Regions from separate parts of the Drosophila melanogaster genome. Here region 1 is linked to region 2. A link is a contact called in public Hi-C data. All regions are on one chromosome and are shown on one strand. Each heading gives the region's core, a stretch centred on a gene start, on an enhancer-like site or on the middle of the called end of the contact. The rest is flanking DNA. Distances are from core to core; before and after follow the strand shown.

What was found. Hi-C and Micro-C count contacts between places; a contact is called where the count stands out from the background.
Region 1: a contact with region 2 is called in a Hi-C map of the Kc167 cell line, with 2.3 times the contacts expected there. The contact joins the promoter of CG6293 here to the promoter of Nuak in region 2. A contact is called at or near these places in 37 of 107 Hi-C or Micro-C datasets (the Clone 8 cell line, the Kc167 cell line, the ML-DmBG3-c2 cell line and 9 more) and 4 of 6 datasets of contacts at active chromatin or transcription factors (the Kc167 cell line and the S2 cell line).

The regions. Positions count from the first base shown.
Region 1 is chr3R:10,310,196-10,312,895 of dm6, reverse strand. CG6293 reads left to right here and starts at 1,283. Exons shown (of 4, transcript NM_001275530.1): 1 at 1,283-1,434; 2 at 2,378-2,700. The coding sequence starts at 1,402. It overlaps Bruce (BIR repeat containing ubiquitin-conjugating enzyme), which reads left to right. Exons shown (of 32, transcript NM_141738.5): 32 at 1-857. The coding sequence ends at 252.
Region 2 is chr3R:10,262,916-10,265,615 of dm6, reverse strand. Nuak (Nuak family kinase) reads right to left here and starts at 1,310. Exons shown (of 14, transcript NM_001382102.1): 1 at 738-1,310. pont (pontin) reads right to left here. Exons shown (of 3, transcript NM_144351.4): 1 at 2,457-2,700; 2 at 2,201-2,399; 3 at 1,717-2,139. The coding sequence ends at 1,785.

The DNA of each region.
Region 1 (2,700 bases), core at 34-2,533, 47 kb before region 2:
GTGTCCGCCGTGGCTCCTTCACTAGCAGCCACAAATACCGTCCAAGCGCAACCGGATGATGCCATAGTGACCGATATTACCCTGCTCGGCGAGAATGCGGATGAATGCGAAGCTGATGGCGATGCCGAAGGCGATGGAGAAGTGGACGATGGCTTTAAGGGTTTCCCGCAAGAAGAGGGTTTGCTGACGGGCGAGGAAGAGGTCGTGGAAATTTTAAGTGATACGGAGAACGAGAGCAGTATGTGGCAATAGATAGAGAAGGAAGAGCTAATAGTCTCTGGTTGCCCGAGGATGCTGGAGATGGATATAAAATGATGCTGCTCGCCTACCGCACTGCGCTGCCCTAGACATTTTTATTTATATGCATGAGTTTTGTTTTATGGCTTTACTTGATTTAATTTTTGTAAGAGAGACTGCAACAGAACTTGGTGTGCTTTACTTAATGGAACCGTAATGATTAATGTTATACAAACTACGCTAAGGAACTTTGCGCAGAAGAGGGCGTGCACACATACAAAATGCATACACTCCCATTAAAAAAGCATTGTCAGAATCTTTCCATTAAACAAACTGAATATCCCACTTCATACAAGTATGTATGAGATTATTGTATCGAACTTTTTATAAATGCTTATATGAAAGGATCTATCAATTTCTACAAGAATAATCCGTGTGTGTATAGAATAGAATGAAAATATCACCATTATAAAACAGTTACAACAACAAAAACCACCAAAACTAAATTAATGTGTATTAAACTATGTATGAACGTAGTGATTTAGTTAAATATTGACACAAGAATATGAACAGTTAATTTTTCAATTGAAATAAAATCCGAGATATATTTTGTTTCCCCCAAAAGTATGCTTTCAAATATTTGGACTAAATGCTGATCATAAATATTTTCGTCGTCTAACGAAAGAGAAAGATAATATATACTACTTTATCACATTCGGCATGTTTATCTTTATGATGCCAACTTTGTCACTTTAATTGGGAATCATTAAATATTATAATCCCTTTGCGGTGTTTTTTCGGTTGCTCAACTGAGATGGTAATGTTTTAAGGTACTTTGGTAAAAACTGATTTTTTTAAAATATGTAGCTTATTTTTCTTGGCACTCGAGTTGTAATGAGTTGTGAATTGGCAAGTTAATTTATTTTACTTTCACTATGCCCTGTTCTGTGTAGAGAACCATTCTAGAGAGCACCAGTGCGCTCAGATGCTCTTGAACTGAAGGCTTCCAGCTCTCTGCGATAAAACATTTTCGATAGAAAGATCACGCCATTGAGTATCGGGGCTTTGTCGCGCTCGGACGTACAGCGGAATTCTTCGGGAGTCTTTTCCCGTGCGTTAGCCCAATTAGTTTATGGCGGATATAAAGTGTGAGCTCGCCTGATCATGGAGCTGAACAATGTTACCATCGAGGACGCCGTAAGTCCAATGTTTCTTTGCATAACCAAATAATAACTGAACGCGTGATTTTATGTAAGAGGAATTCCCCCAATTGATCTGTTCCTATTTTGATTTTTATCGGATTTTGTTTTGCGAGGCACTTCTTCACTCAGTTGCATTTCCCACTTAATTGTTGCCGATGTGTTATACATATGCGTTTTTAAGGGGTAAGACGCTAAGATAACACCCAGTAATTAACAGTTCATTCACAAATTATTTTTTCAACGATCTGCGCCAGTAAGTAACTGCCGATCAAAACGATTTGTTATATTTATGCGGCGCATACCTTTCGGTCCGCAATGCATGAGCTGACAACAAGCTGATTTATTAAGTACCACCACAGCCAATCAGCTATTAATTTATGGTCTAATTAAAATCACTGATCTCAACAAGCTGAGAAAAAACCGTCGCCAGCGATCGAAGCACTGATACTAACGCTCAATTAATCACGATTGGAGACCAGAGCCGTCAGTCAAACTCGGGCCAAGATTAAATTCCGCCCCCCATGGGGCGTTTTAAGCCATATTGTTATGTTAATAAATTCAAAACATTAATAGCAAATCTCATAAATAAAACAATGAATTTTCAGTACTCTGCAATTATACAATAAAATGAGAGAATATCTCTATGCCCGATACTAAAAACCACTCATTTGCATAAACAAATAGATATTTGCATTAAGAAAATATAATTACACTGATCAATAATATTGATGAAGATTTTACTTTCAATTATTAATTAATTGATGGTAACAAATTGAAATTGTACGATGCCCATTGATCATCCTTTTACAAATAGGTAAATGCTTATATGGAAAAGGCGTTTAATTAAAAAGAAACTATTTATATAAAATAAAAACTGTAGTCTTTTGAGCAGTGTTTAGTTGAAAATAATTTGATGTTGCATATTGATTAATTTCCAGACAGATGCTTCCAAGTCCTACTCTCAAGCAGCTAACACGCCTCCAAGTAATGAGAAACCCAAGCCGCAACTGCTCTACGCCATCAACGATAATCCCCCATGGTACTTGAGCATCTTCCTCGCATTCCAGCACTACCTGACCATGATTGGAGCCATTGTTTCCATACCTTTCATCCTGACGCCGGCGTTGTGCATGTCCGATGAGGACGCCAACCGGGGCATCATCATCTCTACGATGATCTTCGTCACGGGCATCGTTACCTACTTCCAGGCCACGTGGGGCGTCCGTTTGCCCATTGTTCAGGGCGGAACTATATCGTTCTT
Region 2 (2,700 bases), core at 61-2,560:
TAACTATACATACTTAACGAATATGATTTATACCAAAATAAAGTCTTTTAATTTAAATTGATAAATTTCTTCTTGTGTAAGTGCGCCGCCACCGGCGTCCCATAAAATGTGTTGTTTATGCGTTATGTTTTTGGCCAACTGCGGCGACCAATTTTCGCCCGCAAGATTTTCACATTAAAAATGGCTCGGCAAAAACAAATTAAGAAAGAAGTATGCGAAAATGATCGCTCGGCGCAGCTGCAAATGCGGCTGCTTCTTCTTCCCGTTCTGATCAGAGCGCGAGGGAGTTCATCGCTTCGTCTCTTTTGTTTGTTGCTTTTCATTTGTGTGGCGTGAAATTCTTATTTGATTTATGACCAGCTGTGGGTGCAAAAGAGACAGACAGCCGCTCAACTGGTGTACGCACAGAAATCAAATCACAACGCATGCTGGCAATTAATTATCAAGTCTCATAATCACCATTCATAAATAAAACAAACACACACGCACACGCTAGTGTGTTCCCATAAGAATACTTTCGCTTTCTATTCGGAGTCTCAAAAGAGAGACACAAAAAAAATACCGAAATTATGTAATTCTCTCGTTCGTGCTACTTAAATAATAATAACAGTTAAAGCCGGAAAAAATAAGTACAAATAAGTGTGACGCGCACCCACACAGCACTAATTTTCTGATTGGGAGGTGCGGCCTCCAGACCCATACACACACACACACGTACACGCATTACACGCACTTACCTTTTGTTGTTTTTCCTTCTTTTTTATTATTGTATTTTCGTTTGTTTGCCTTCGCTCTCTTTCGCTCTCCTAGCTGCCGCTGTGTTGTTGTTGCTGCTGCTGCTTGTGCTGCTTCTTCAACATTGGTTCATTCATGCAATAGATCCCAAATGTTTCCATTTTACCTTGATCCTGCCATCAGGATTGCATTTATTTCCGCCAAAACGGGTTGCCTGGCTTTGTTCACACACAAATAAGCTCGAAACACACACATGTGCGTTAAATAGTGGCTAATTGCGCGGAATAGCAACAACAAATCGCGACTTTTATTATGATTTCACATTCTTTCGGAAAACCACAAACGCACTCACACTTACACACACACACGCACGCCAAGTGCAGTTGCCGGCGTTGTTGGAGCGAGCGAGAGGCAAGATGCAAGACGCGAGGGGAACGGGCCGAAAAAGAAGAAGACGCCCACGCCGCGAATCGAATCGTTAAATATACTATTCACTGCATGCACTTCAGCGGAGCTCCCTGGCTATTTATTTTGGGGCAGTGCGCAGCTCGACGCTCGTTGAGTAACTGAACTCACCACCAATTGGAATTCTTGGCCAAACAACGCGAGCAGCTGATGTCGCATGGTGGGAAAATGAGGGTGGCGCGAGTGGAAGTTGCCATATCGCTGCGATCACAAGCAGCAAATATGGAAGATTAAGCGGAAAACGAAAGACAAAATAATTACAATCAAACAACCGAATTATAAAAAGAAAATGGTTAGTCCTCCGAGTTCGTTTAAATATGCTTATCTACGTATCAATTAAAAAAACCGTTGAAAGAAATTCACGATTCGCCCTAATCTAGCTAAGACACCAACCAAAAATTTCCGATTTACTTTCAGTTGAAGTGTGTACACACTTTTCTTGTCGATGTTTGAAGCGCCATTGAAATGATCATTTGAATGTTTTCAAATTACCACATCATTACAATAAATTAAATTGCTTATTATTTGATTTTTACTGGGAAATCCGTGCAAATGGAATTACAATTCAGCTTGAATCGTCAAACTTACAACATAAACTTATTGTTCTTTTCGGACAAATGCTTCGAGGAGCGCTTGGCGTCAAGGAAGAGCGAGTGCACATCCTCGATATCATCCTTGCTGATCTGGTTGCGTCCGTTCACCTTGCACATCTGATGAGCCGGGGTCAGCAGCTGGACGGCGTAGCGCAGCGTGGAGCTGGTTCCAATCTCGCTGAGACGTGTAAATGCGTTCTCCTCCAGCTGCAGTCCCTCGGTCTGGGCGCGCAACTTGATTATCTGCTCCATGTCGGCAGTGGAGTAGAGTAGTGTGCGGATGATCAGCAAACGATCGAGCAGATCTAGCGGAATTCCGTGCGGCGAAACTATGTCGGTGGTGCCACTGGAAAGAGGTAACTCTTATTAATAATGCGAATAGGTTTTACGAGCTAAGTATTTCTAACCGAATAACACAGCGTCCACGATTGGTGGCAAAAATCACAATTGGTGCAATGGGAGATTCCAGGGACTTGTGTAGGTAGGTGAAGGTCTCCAAATCAAGCATGTGAATTTCATCGATGAAGAGAACTCCGGGAACCAGCTCGGCTATGCCCTGGTCAATGTACTTGTTTACCACCTTGTTGATCTCCATGCGTAGTTTGTCTGCTCATCAAATGGTATTTTAGTAAATTTGAATGGGAAGAAAATTACACAACTAACCAGTGATTTCAGTTTTCTTCGGCTTCATAAGCTGGCCCATCATGGAGAGCACATCCTGGCCGCCCTGTGGACGAGCATTGGCCACATCCAGATCGTGCAGAGTAACATCCTGGATAACCTCCTTCTTCTTGTGGACATCGCCCTTGGGCAGCGGCACATACTCCTCGGTTTCGAGATCAAACTCAGTGGCAAAGGTGTCACTGCGACCCTGACGCTTTACGGCACCACTGTTGGCCTCTATGTA